Linked DNA regions of Rattus norvegicus: region 1 is linked to region 2. Evidence: chromatin contacts called from public Hi-C data. All regions are on one chromosome and are shown on one strand. Each heading gives the region's core, a stretch centred on a gene start, on an enhancer-like site or on the middle of the called end of the contact. The rest is flanking DNA. Distances are from core to core; before and after follow the strand shown.

Region 1 (7,348 bases), core at 1,085-3,584, 100 kb before region 2:
AAAGTGATTTCCTGCTGAGCAGTGTGCTAAGCTGCCCACTGTGGGTACTTGTTAACTAACACAGAACAGACCTGACCATCGTGAGTGGCAAATCCTCTCACACAGCAAATGGCATTGCGTGGATACTAATGAATAGGGGCAAAGAAAGCCAAATGATGTAATGGGACCACCAACCCTGGCAGCTGAGTAAGACAGTGTTGTACTTCACCAGAGAAGTGAAGCCTGGTTTGGTATGTTGGGCCAAAGGAATAAGTGTCCTCTGAATTAGATAACTCCCATTCATAAAAGAGGTTGAAGCAATGCAGAGAGTGCTTTGCCTAAAGAGCAACACAAATTAATATATTTTAAAAATCGAGACAATGCCTTTATTGTCCAGTCTAACCTCAAATGTGCTATGGAACCGAAGATGACCTTGAAATTCTCATCCTCCTGCCTCCATTTCAAAAGTGCTAGCATTATAGGCATGTGCCACTGCGCCCATTTTTGCAGTGCTAGGGATCCAAATCGGGGCTTTGTGCCTAAGAGGGAAGCAGGGTCAATGTAATATAATTTGTCAGGCGCCTGCTGTATACATCCTCACTGTCTACAGTGTTAGAGCCTAAAGGCTGAAGGGCTAAAGTTTCCTAGGACTGTTAAGAAGAAAACATTTCCTTAAGCAATCCCTCATTTTATTTGGTCCTTATGAGAATCTAGGTATTGATAAGAATTCTTTTATCATTGTGGTCAAGGTCAACTTCTCTCAAAGGCTTTCCTTATATGCTCTTTCTTATGGAATTGATCATGACAATTTCATGTTCGTCTTTTGTTGTTTACAGTAATGGAACCGAGCCTGGCTTTGGGCATGTTTGGTACCTCTGTCACTGAGCTATATCCCTAGTTCTTTGTGCTAGATTTTTAATTACAGAGGATATAATAAATCTAGATGTGGTGACCCCCTTTTTTTTTCTTAAAATCTGAGTGTGTATTGATGTGTGGGCATATGCATGTGTATGAATGTGTTTGTGTAACTTCCTATGAAGAAGTCTACAAATGTCTCTATCTAGGTACAATTAGAACAGAGGACAACTTTGTCATTCCTCAGATACTTTCTACCTTTTCTTTGACATAGGATCTCTCATTGGCCCAGAGCCTTGTCAGGTAAGTAGGCTTCCTGGAGTCTGCCTGCCTCCAACACTCATCTAGCCGTCCCTGGAATTATAGGTTCATGCTTCTGCCACACCAAGCTCTTCATGTGGGTTTTAAGGTTCCAAACTCATGCTTGCAAGGCAAACACCATCTCCCAGGCTCTACTTTACTGTACTTCAAATTCTATTGGAAGACGAAGGCTTCCTTTGATCTGTTCCAGGAGGCTTATGCTTCTTTAGAGCAATTATTCCAGTGAGTGGGGGGATTAAAAATAATTTGTAAAGCTATAACACACTTTGCAAATGGAGAAAGTGTCTGTTGTATCCCCATGGTCCCTGAGTTATTCAATACAGATTAAAGAAAGTTAATGGTCCTAGAAGGGACTTTGTTTTGGAAAGGAATCTAAGCTAAGCAGTGGGCAGTGGTCACTGAGGGAACTTGGAAGCAACAAACACAGGAAGCTTTCTTGCCCGTGGCCTTACTAGTAAGATGAAACAGGAAAGGTCTCCTACTGTCACCTATCGATTCAGACCTTTGAACACTTGGTCTCCAGCTGGTGGCACTGTTTGGAGAGTTATAGAGAACTGAGGTTCTGTAGAGGAAGTGTATCAATGGGGAATGGCTTTGGGGTTTACAACAGTCCCTTTCAGTTCTCTTTCTGCTTCGTGTGTGTAGTTAAAGGTGTGATCTTCAAGTTTCCTGCTCCTGCCACTGTGTCTGCAGCTTGCTGCTGTGCTATACCACAATGAAGAACTGTCATTCCTCTGGAACCCGATGGGATAAATTCTTCTGTCTATAAGATACTTTTGGCTGGTTATTTTATCGCTGCAATGGAAGAGTAACAAACACACCCATTACATTCTTTCATTTCTCTGTGCTTGTTACTGAGCAGGTCCAGAAACTGCCCTTCTTGACATGTTCTCTGCGGCTCTGCGGCCTCAGGCAATGCTCATGTCTCATGCTTGAGTAGTTCTCTTTTAGATGGACTGTCGGCTACCTTCCACCTGGACCAAGTGACAGAAGCATTTGTTAGGAGAAGGTGCAAAAATACTTGTCCTGAAATGAAGTCCCAAGGCAGCTGCACTAAGCCGACTTTCAATTTCTAGTTCTTAACAGACTTTCGAATCTATAAACTATTTTCTTACCCACAGGAAGGTCTGAGCACCGCATACTTTCACCAGTGGGGGTAAGTTAGCATTCTGCTTGCATATTATGACCTTCTTTGACTAGAATAAATTTAGAATAAATGTTTGCTGCTGCAGTCACTTTGGAATGTACTTGCTTCTTTTCTTATTTAATTGGCAGATAAATATTATGCATAGTCAAGGACTACAAGGCTATAGAATATGGATTTTCAAGTGAAGTACTTTAAGTACTAACTGTCCTTTGGGTGCAACATGAAATTAATTCATACAACAAGCGCAGTGCCTATGCCCATAAACATCATCTACATATAATGTCATATTTATATGAGATCATTTTGAAGCACAATATCACAAAGAAAGCGTAGCAAAGCAATGCGTTCGTAGTTTATAGACACTCCATAGGGTAAAATCTTTTAAGGACATTATTGTTTTTGCTACCTTTTAGTTCCTCATATCCAGGAGGCATCATTGGAATGGAACAAGCCTAGGAATAAGCAGGAGTTATTTATTCCATGATCCATAAACAATAAACCCAAATCTGTCTCCTTTTCTTCTCCTTTGTCACCATGATTTCACTGAAAGAATAAGTTACATCATCACAGCCTGGGTTATCTAAACTGAAATAAAGGCCAGTGTGGAAATTGCTGATAATATCATTCTATGTATGGGTGGGACACAAATATAAAATCCGGAAGGTTGCTTAATATGAACCCCAAAACTTAATCAGCACATAGCATGCTTTCCGTTATCGTGTCATATGCCATATGAGAGTTCAGAATGTTCCTTTTTTTTCTTTTAGCTTTGAGAATGTACACCTTAAATGGCTGTTGAAGAATTCCCCATAGAAGCTGTGTGTTGGAGTAACTCTTTTTTTTTCAGAAGGACCCTTGATTAGACTCTGTGAGGTCTTCAGCTCCGGAGAGAAGTTGAATCCTGTTCATTTTTTCACCCTTGCCATCATATACTTAGAAACACACGCAGAAAAACATTGCATATTCAGGAAAAGCCACTGAATACAAAGCACTGTGGTGGAAAAGAAAAGTCAATTTGGTCATTTAACCTTTGTCCAACAAAGGACAGATGGGATCTGCCTTTTCTCCATGAAACTGTGTGCTGAGTGCATTTTCCCTCCTTTAAAACCGTGTGGTTATGAAGCTTGGTACAGTCAAATAATGAGTCTCAACAATGTATGCACAAACACATTTGTTATCCTCCTCTTTTCTATTGACACAAGTAGGCTTAGTGAGCAAAGACTAGAGGCCCTTGAGAATAAAAGAGAGGAAAGTAAAGGTGCATGGGGGTTGGGGTAAGAGTGCGGGTTCATGGCACTGTACTTTTGCAAGCAGAATTGCTGCCAGGACACAGGCGAAGCTCTGACCCAGGAATAATGTCTGACAAAGGAAAATAGAAGGAGTGGCTAAGGGCCACACAAAGTCAGGACTTAGTGTCCTACTATAAGATAGAAGGCTGACGACCCTCTGACTGAAATTAGAATTGCTCCTTTAAGAAATATGGTACAGGCAACTGTGACAATCTGACTATTGTGCCATCAAAATGATAATAAGTGAAACTAAAATTATATCCACATGTGTGTGCGCGCGCACGTGCACACACACAGACACACACACACACACACACACACACACACACACACACACAATCTTTCCAGTTGAGGATGATATACAGGAGAGAAAAGTAGAGGGAGAGGGATGGAGAGATTCTCAGGATGCAGAAACAGAAAGAATAGCAACAGTGATATGACAGAATACCTTTATACTTTCTATAAGGTCCTTAAATTTATCATTTCTAGGAGGTAATACTTCAGCCTAGATCAGAGGTAGAAAACCTCTTTACATGAACATGTAGGAGACAGAAGACAGTCTGCATTCATTTAGTGTTATTTGCATTGTACATATCGTTTAGAGGGATTGGATAACCTATCAGAGAGCTTGTTACTGGAGAAGACTCATTCTCCCTCCCTCAAACATAATTAACTGGTTATAGCTCAGCACCTGGGGCTGGGACCTTGTGAAGTTTCCCATGTGCACACTGGCATGTCAGCTATTGTCTTCACATGGATCTGGTTTAGGTGACCAGATAGTAAATCTCATGGGTGCACCTTCTCTGTCCCTTCTAGCAGAAGGTGTACTGGTCCTCTGGCTCTCAGAGTCTTCCCATCCGCTCTTCTGTGATGTTCTTTAGGTATAGAGGCTGTGTTGTAGATGCACTCACTGGGGCTTGGCACCCCCACAGTCAGTCACTTATCCTTAGATGCAGATTGTTGATTAAAGGAAAATCAAGGCCGAGCAATGGTCTAATAGATTCTGGTTACAGCAACACTTAATGCTTTATACTTAACACCAAAAGGACAGTCTGGCGCTGTGGTGGTACCTGCCCGAATCCTTGGCGTCTAGGAAGCTGAGGCAGGAGGTTAAAGAGTTCTGACCCAGCAGCTCATACCTCAGCCTAATTAAATCATAATAACCTGCCTCAAAAGAATTCGAAACATTAACTATGACGGGATTTTCAATGTAGTGACTTTGAGGGAGGGCTGTGACAATTCTGAAACATTATCTCCAGACCAATTCTAGTTTTAATTTATTTCTCATTTTCCTCAGTTCAGAGGCGTCACTTTTTGATAGTCAGCAAACACTTCTCACCTTTGTTTTCCTCTTTGGAAAATAGTGAAGATAAATTTAATTCTCAGAACTCTCATGAGAATTAAATACGCAGCATATATTAAAGAAGAGGAAGCCTCCTAATTTATAGTTATGTTCAGTATCATTTCTTTTTAAAGATTATTAAAAGCATATGTTCATCAGTATTGATCTATGGGTATAGATTAAGAATAGTCTTATTGTTGTGTTCATCTAGCACAGTGGTTCTCAACTTGTGGGTACATATCAGATATCCTGCATATCAAGATGTTTACATTATGATTAATACCAATAGCAAAATTGCACCTATGAAGTAGAAACAAAAATAATTTTATGGTTGTGTACATTAGAACATGAGGAACTGTATAAACAAGTTGCAGCATTTGGAAGGTTGGGAAGCACTGATTTAGAGGAATAATAACAGTAGGCCTCTGTGGGTTTTGGTCTCATTAACAGTGTCAGGAATGGGCTCCATGTCATGGACTAAGTCCAATCAAAAAATAGTTGGCTACTCCCATAATATTTTTGCAACTGCCACACGAGTATAGCTTATGAGCAAGTCACTATTGTAGCTCATAGGGTTCGTCGATAGATAAGACCGAGGTTTGTTTTTCTCTCCATCAATGTGCATAGTACTTTCCAGTACCATGAATGCTTGTCAATAAGGCCTCTGTCTGAACACCAGGGCGGTTTCTCCATGTTCCATGACATAAGTAAGTGACATCTTTAGTAATAGGACTTTAGCTTCAGGTTATAGAGTGTAGCCAATAGCATTGGCAATTGTCTAGGATTGGCAGGGCCTATGAGAGCCCTTTGGTAAATGATTAAACCAGATGTAACACATTCCCAATAGCGAGGGTTTTTTTTTTTTTTTTTTTTTTTTTGGTAGACTATGATGTCAGCTGGGGCATGGTCTCTCGTATTTTTTGCTGATTCCATTTAGATTTTTTCCACTTTCGTATCTCAAAGAACAACTCCCCAAACACACACACACACACACACACACACACACACACACACACACACACACAAATATATGATATTTCCTCATTTTTCAAGCCTCTCTCACCCCCCACCCCTTGGCTCTTTACTAACTACCTAACCTCTGTGGATATTCTGAATAAAACACATATATCAAAAGCAGAAAAGATAACATTCATATATAAGAAAAAACAAGCCTTTTTTTTTTTGTCTTTCTTGGTCTGGGTTACCTCATTCAGGATGATTGTTCCTAGCTCCACCCATTTACCTGTGAATTTCATGTTCCTTGACAGCTGAATAATATTCCATTGTGGAAATGTATTCATCAGCTTATTAATGGATAATGAAAATGAGATTCACAAAACTTTGTTTTCTATTATTCAGTATAACTGAGTATTAAGACTTCATTCCTCTGATTACTTAACTAAACTGCCAAGTGATCCAAGATGTACTACTCTACCACTGCGACTAAATCCCTTACCCTTACAGCAGGGAACAGCAATGGGTATACTCCTGGCTATCACAGTACATCCTCTGTGGCTTACCAATTCTGGTCATGTGTCACTGGTCCCCACAGATTGCTGATGTGCAATTCTGAGCCCCAGGCCTACCCTCTGTATTATCTTCAGAACACCCACTAGGAGTTCAAGAAGCCAAAAGCTAATCTCCTGCTCACTTCAAAGTGTTGAGAAATGGGCAGGCACTGGGAGACTGCATCAGGCACGTACCACACGGCCACTTCTGCCTTAGTGTTTCTAAGGACCAGTCTCTGGAGGGCCTGCTAGTTTCTTAGATCTGTTATGGCTGACTCGCCTACCTCAACTTCCAGGTCAAAATCTGCAAGCAGCATCCGTCTGGGAAAAACCCCATCCCTGCAGCAGTAAAGACAAGATCCCGTTGCTGGGATCAGAGGTAACTGGAAAGCCAGAAACAACTTGGAGAAACTCTGGTTAAAAACAAAATACTACTACTGGGTCACTTCTATGATAAAATAAGTTTGACACGGCCACTATCTATACAGAGAATGGATGCAGGCTCTGAAGTAGGGTTCTTTTTTTTTTTTTTTAATGAAGTTTAATCTAGTTGGCTGCAGGTATAGAGGGAAATATTGACCATCCCCAAACATTGACTTCCTCTATGGCTCTTTGTTATTCCCTCCTACTTGCCTTCCCCCTCCCTTTTCCATATCACTATGTGATAGCTTTTTAGTCTCATGTCATTTTCACAGCTTCTACATGTGAGAGATAACATGTGGTACTTGTTTTGAAGATAACCTCATGATCATTGGCAGTGTTCATTTTTCTTGCCGATCACACAGTTTGATCCTTCACAGCTGGGAAACCCCCATAAGCCCAGTGCACGGAGCTCTTTACTAGTTAATTGGCTTCTTTTTACCTCTCCTGTAGACTTGTCATAGTTTGACTGATTGCTTATTATTCT
Region 2 (6,982 bases), core at 2,998-5,497:
AAATGACAGTGCAGAAGAGGCTGTGTCTGTCTGCAGAGCTGCAGCTTGTCTCTGGAACTTGTCATGACTTCCTTGTTGAACCTCAGATCTTCCTAAGTATGGCTAGAGAGATGGTTGAAGTCAGTGTATAAGATCTGGACTGGGAGCACTGGTATCCATTTTCACATTCCCTTTCACTGTTGTTACCCAGTTCTTTGTATCAGTTCATGAATACTTGTCTGGTTGCTGGGTGGATTCTCCGGTAAGCAGGGAACATCAAATGGCCTTGCATTCATTATCTCCACTGTGTCATTGTGTTGTAGCACAATGATGGTGGAGGGGAGGAGTCTACCCTGGGCTTCTGTCTCATTCAAGTTCTGAGTGTCATATATATATATATATATATATATATATATATATATATATATATATATATATATATACATACACACGACAGGGATGCATGGCAGTCATGTGTACCCAAGAGATAGAGCTCGAAAACTCTAACAGGATGCAAGGTATCTCATAGGATCTTGTTAGGTGGCAGATTCTTTTATAGCATCATTTAGAGAAAAGAGTTATTAATCATTTCCAAAACTCTGTTGGCTGATACTAATGTAAGCAATCCTTGGATCACATATTGTATAAAAAGGCTTCAAAACAGTGGTGTTAAGCAACGTTCAGACTGAAGGAGAGAGTCTTTGAGGGCCTTTGGTTATTAATCAGGACCTAATAGTTTATCCCACAGTTGTACTATAATTTAGTTTCCATATTGCTAAATTCCATGTATGACAAATCCACCTTGTCAAAAATGTGCCCATCCTTTGGGTTCTGAAGGAAGGACCCTGATAAAACTTTCTCATGCATCAATAGCAATAAATACTTGTGGTATTTGTGTATTCTCATGTATTCTTCCCTTCATTCAGGCTGTGCCAATAAAAATACAACTGGCTTCAAAAAAGAAGCACTTCTCAGTGTTTCCCCAAAGCAATGGGAATTTTTAATGAAATTATTCTATTTAATTCCTCTTCTGCAACGTTTTCTGCTTACAGACCCATGCCGTATTCTGACATCAGGGCATGCTTAATAATGCCCTGAGAAGCGTTTCCTTCCAGCTCTCTGATCATGTGCCTGCTTTGCTATGCTCGTTAAATATTTTAAGTGTTGAGTTCGTGAAGGCTCATAGCTGTCACAGAGGAAAGAATTTATAATGCATCCCCGGTGTGGAATTCAAATATAGTACTTAGCACACAGATAATATATGGAATCTCAAATCATGCGGAGTGACTTTGTGTCTTAAGATATGCACGGGGCTCAATCAGTTGATTAAACATTATCTGTAGCAGATGGCAGCCGACAGAAATAACTTCTTTCCAGAATGCCTTGGATTCTTTGGATTTGAAGTTTCTAAAGAAAAAAAATGTAAAAATTTTCTTAATTACTGTTTAACCTATACAGCAACAATAATTTGGAGGACTGTTATCTTTAGGAATCAGAGTAGCCCCGTGGCAGTGTAAACCTATGCCGAACTGAAGCAGAATGTCTTTTTTCTTCTCTTCTCCACTTTTAACACCTTATCAGTTATTTTCCGAGTGATCAGAAAAGCACACAAGTATCCAGATGCTAACTTAGAAGTGACCATGCAAGGTAGAGAATTACTGCAGTGGTAAGAATTGGACTAGAACTCAGTAGGTCTGGGTTCTTTTTTCTGTGTACTGTGCATAGACCAGAGGTTAAAACTATTTTAAGTGATAACAATGAAACCATTTTATAAGCCTACATGTTACCCATCAGATTGAATATCTTACTGAATTGTCACCATGCCGTGGGGACTGATGAAGTGGGTGTGGCATGCATGTCACCTGAGTCTTGATTCCAAGATATCTTCTTTTTTTTTCCTGGGAGAAGAGATGACTCCTTTAGATCTCTTTACCCCAAAACCCATCACAGATCTCTGTTCCTCTGATAACTCTGCACAAGTCCCCACCTTTGATGGTCAGAGGTTTTCAGAATTCAGGCAAAACTGTTTCTCTTCCTTGTCATGTTCACTTTTAGAGTTTTAATGAAATGAGTTGTGTTTCCTCACAGTTTATATGATATTGCTTCAAATATGAGTGCCCAAAAAGGCAAAGTGCTTGGTGTTTAGAAAGGGGCTCCTAAGAAAGTGAATTGAGTTAAAAACCAAACAAAGTTTGTGCAAAATAAAATCTTTCCTTTTTTTTTTTCTGTTTCAAAAAGCTTTATTTTGACTTGGTCCAATACTTGGGAGAGGCTCCAGGGCGGTTACAAAGCTGCCTAGTGGCTTTAGAGGTTCATTCGGGTGGAGGTGCTGAGGCAGCTGGTGCAGAGCAGAGGAGGGAGCCCCTTGGAAGGCACAGAGGCCTAGTCGTGCTTCAGAGTGAGGCGCTCAAAGAGATACTTGCCCAGAGATGCCTGGGCCACGCCAGTCTGCGCTGGTTGTGGCCCTGCTACCCTACGGAGTTTTCTTGATGAGCTTCTTGATGAGCTTCTCCTCCTTATCCAGGAAATGGCTTTCCAAGAATTCACAGAGGTGAGGGTCTGTGCGGGCAGAGCCCAGGGCATGCTGATCCAGGAGGGCCTGGTTCAGGTTCTCCTCCAAGGCCAAGGCAGCTTCCATGGCCTCCAGGGTTTTACCCCACTCATCTTCAGATGGCTTCTGCACATCCTGAAAGATTGCTAGGCCCCTCTGCAACTTGAGGAGACACTCGGTGCCTGTGTGCTTTCGTGGAAGAAGTGGCCTACGCCCTCCAAAACCACATCATCTGGATCGAAAAAGAAACCCAGAGAGAGGTAGGTGTAGGAGGCCCGCAGGTGCAAGTTGACCAGGCGGTTCACCGCAGCTTCCACTTCGGTGGAATAATTCTGAAGAATCTGAGAGGTCATGGCTGATCCAGAGTATGGAGCTAACCGCGAAGACGGGGCTGGATGGTCCTAGGAGCCGAAGGCGGCAAGGAGATGGTCCCGGAGGCTGCGACTGGAGAGACTTGTAAGGCGGCTGGAAGTGAATAAAGTGGGAGTCCCCGGGTCTGTTCCGTCCAAACACTGTTGAAGCAAGATACAGATCCACGGGATCTCCAAAGCGCTGCTTCAATTTTTCCTTTTCAATTTCTGTTTTTCATTGGAAGAGGAAATCTGGTCAAGAAAGAAAGAAAGAAAGAGAGGGAGGGAGGGAGGGAGGGAGGGAGGGAGGGAGGGAAGAAGAAGGAAGGAAGGAAGGAAGGAAGGAAGGAAGGAAGGAAGGAAGGAAGGAAGGAAGGAAGGAAGAAGCCAGAGGATACAACCTGGAGCAATGACCTTCTGACAACCCAGTGAGAAGGTGTCCGTCTTTACGCTGAGATGAGGCTTAAGAGATCACAAACCTCGAGGCTTGGCACCATTAGTAATCATTTCAATTGCTTAAATCGCTCAGTATATGGTATTTAGTTTGCACTAAAAACTAAAGTGCAAATCTTCGGTGGTTGCAGTTTCTTTCAAGGTTCTGTGCTTCTTTATAGCTGAACAATTTTACGTACGTCACAAATATTTTAATATGATGAAGCCACATGACCAGATGGAGAGTAAAACACCCAATTCTAACACTGTATGTTTATCAGAATAGGTGGGATGTATGTTTCACATATACGCCTATCTAGAATAGATGATTTTGAAAAACCTATCTGAGCTTTCAGTCCTCTAGGTGTTTCAAGCAATGCTAGAGCATTCCACATGGCTTGTCGAGCTAGTCCTGTGATGGTCAAGTCAGGAGTTAAATACACAGCTCTGTGGAGCGTCCATGATATAAGACGTTCCCTCAGAATGATTCACTCAAGCGAGACAGCTCAGCAATTGCTTGAAACTGAACACCCATCTTGCTATTCCAACTTTGGTCTTTCTTTCCATGACCCTCAGTCCAGGGCAAGTGAGGTTTTGAAAAAAAATATGTCCTGGCACTACTGGTATTTTTGGTCTCAGATTTCAGAAATGTTCCTGTTCCACACACTTAGGGTAAATTTTTCATCTATTCATTAATTCCCTTCAATTTTGTAATAGCCTACCATATAAAGATACCAGGCAAATGGTACTTAACATGCAGGACCAGCTTTCTTGTTTGCCAAGTGTAGAAATCTCCAGTTCCACCCTTTTGGAGGTGATAATGAGATGTAAGTGTATTAGTTCAGAAAAGGTTATTAATTTATATGTGGCTCCTTTTTGGGTCAGGCCTGCGTTTGCTCCACTGCCAGGCACAGCCTCTCGGGGAGAGATGGGATGTGAGGAGTTTAACTGTGTTTATCCCACAGAACCACCAGGGCAGGGGTGCTGGGCTGTAGGGAGTGCTGAGACACCTCTCCAGGGTTAGGAAAATGCTCTGAGATGTGGAGAAGCCTGAGCTGGTTAGGGTGTCCCTGGGCCTGAGATGAGGTGGGGGGTGGTGGAATGGGGTACTCATTATGTACTTATACTTGATTATTTTTAAAGACAGGGTATATGAAGTTCTTTCAGGTTAATCTTAGACTCTCTCTACCTGTCTCTGTCTTCTGAGAATGGGCAGCTCACATTGTTGACATGTGCTAGCATGCCCAGCTTCACAATCACTTTTAAAAATTAACAAACTGCTCTAATATATTGAGAGGCTCACCCTAATTTTGTAAACCTGTTTTTGAAAACATAAACTTGTTTTCTAAGCACTTAATTATGCTTCTAGACCTTGAGAACAGATCTTCTTCAGACTCACAATGTATTAATATCTTCTTGGAACAGGAGTTCATTTTATACTTATAGGGTGGTAGATGAAAGTCTTTTTTACCAACGATATGAACACATGGAACTTTGGTTGTTTAACATGTAAGTTTAGAATAGGGCAATACATGGTAGTTACCAGTCTAGATAATAAGGATGTGTTCTCTTCCCAGGTGGGCATATGATTCTTAGTTGCTTGTGCTCACAAGTGATACTGAAATAGAGAGCATGAAATCAGTTGGATTCCCTTCATCAAACAGAAAAGAAATCTCACCACAAAGAGATTACAACAGAATAATGTGAAGCCATGTAGGTGAAAGTTGCAAACAGCAGAATGAAAATTCAATCCACAGAAACAAAGAGTGGACAAGGTCCAGTTACTGTCTGAGATCCTCTGGGAACCCAACCAGAGAGAGGCTGAGGTTAGAGTGTCCAAGTCAGTCTCCTAGGTTAGTCACTCTGCCCAGTTAACTCATTTGACCATCAGTATAGATGGAATCCTAAAATACCTCAAGTTTAAGTTTTGAAAAGTTAAAAGCCTGCCCAGAGCACAGATACCAAATGCACACACCAAATGTCTCATTATATTCTGTAGAGAACACATAAAATGGTAAGACTGGTTCAAAATACTTTTACAAACAATCCGGGAAAAATTGTCCTGATAAGATTGCTGAATTAAATCTAAAAACAATGTCCATTGGGGCAAACAGTAGCCCTTTGGTTTACCTTTGGCATGAAAAGAAATTAGTTGCATTTTTACCAGACAAAATTCTCCTTGTCAGATGACCAAGCCAAGACCTTTAATTTAACAGGATAAAAGGAAGAAAGCTCTATTTTCAAGTACTTGAGGTCTGTGCCCAGGATAATAGTACTGTGATCAAGAGGGCCCCTACTTGATTAAGTGGAAGAATATCTCAGTACATAGCAATTGTGATGTAGGATAGTCTTTCAGTTTACTTCACTTCCCCCAAATGAAGTGGCTAAGTAACTAAGATCAATAATAGTAGCCATGCTTTTGTTTCACAAATATGTCTGGCTGAATTTATCATCTTGGCTGAGTTTTTGAGAAGGGATCTTGTTCTATGTTCCTGGCTGGTCTGGAACTCGCCGTGTAGATCAGAGTGGCTTGATCCTCTTGCCTTTTCCTCCCACGTTCTGAGATTTCAAGTGTACACCACTTAATCACTACTTAGTGACAGATAATGGGCTATTGATGACCACACAGCAAAGGACAGAAAGATGGGTGGAGAAAGGGATAATTTCCTAAACTCTCAATATGATGATGCATGCGGCTTATTTGTGTTCTTGAGTTTAGTGTTGACTCCTTTTTTGAACAATTGACAAGGAGTCAGAACCAGTGAATGGTTTATGAAAATCTCTCTGTAGAAAAGACAAATCTTGTTTCAAAGGGTGATACCAGCCAGACAGTGGTGTTTTATGACTTTAATCCCAAGATTTAGGAGGCAGAGGCAGGTAGAACTCTGAGTTCCAAGCCAGTCTAGTCTACAAAGTGAGTTCCAGGACAGCCAGGGCTGCTACACAGAGAAACCCTGTCTCAAGAAAACAAAACCAAAGAAAATCAAAAACAAAAAACAAATGAACAATCCCACCCCCAATTTTTTTTGAAAATTTAAAAGGGGTGACACAAATCAAATTCTGAAGTGTGTTTTGACAGATGTTACTTGAGGACCATGAATACTTGGTCACACTGAGGGACCAGGACCATGATGCTATTCTGATCACATGGGGCTTCATGTGTATCTCAGTTTCAAAAGCAGCAACCCTCTTCTCCTTGTTTTAAGTGTGATTTTAGACAGATTTTGCAAATGAACTTTACCACTGCAGTCACTTCTCACCATACAGGATCTTTTAAAAAGCAAACTGCCTTTGCTTTTTAATCATTTTGTATGAAAGAACCTTTTAAAAACATTATTACATACCAGTCCCCGCCCCGTGTGTGTGTGTGGTGTGTGTGTGTGTGTGTGTGTGTGTGTGTGTGTGTGTGTGTGTGTGTGTATGTATTCATAGAATGTCATGCTCACAGAGACCTGAAGAAGGTATTCCACTTTCTGGAGTTACAGGCAGTGTGCCATTCTAGACATGGGTGCTGGGAACTGAATGTGAATCTCCTACAAGTGCAGTGCAGGGCATGATTTTAACTGCTAAAAATATCTCTCTATCCCCAAAATGACCTTCTAAATAGTCTTGCTTTATGACTCACATCTTCAATGGTCCACACGTTACCATTTCACAACTGTCTTAGCTG

The links. Hi-C and Micro-C count contacts between places; a contact is called where the count stands out from the background.
Region 1: a contact with region 2 is called in a Hi-C map of the A7r5 cell line, with 2.2 times the contacts expected there. The contact joins two enhancer-like sites. A contact is called at or near these places in 2 of 12 Hi-C or Micro-C datasets (the A7r5 cell line and the Rat2 cell line).

The regions. Positions count from the first base shown.
Region 1 is chr1:110,153,182-110,160,529 of GRCr8, reverse strand. No RefSeq gene overlaps it. Among named protein-coding and RNA genes, the nearest start is that of Ano5, 66 kb to the left of the region's middle. Within about 2 kb of position 2,334, at least 2 of the 93 cell types and tissues checked have an H3K27ac peak or open chromatin away from gene starts, as enhancers often do. A contact at or near this core is called in the A7r5 cell line, where this site is marked.
Region 2 is chr1:110,055,651-110,062,632 of GRCr8, reverse strand. It overlaps the pseudogene Ftl1-ps1. Among named protein-coding and RNA genes, the nearest start is that of Trnaa-agc61, 87 kb to the right of the region's middle. Within about 2 kb of position 4,247, at least 2 of the 93 cell types and tissues checked have an H3K27ac peak or open chromatin away from gene starts, as enhancers often do. A contact at or near this core is called in the A7r5 cell line, where this site is marked.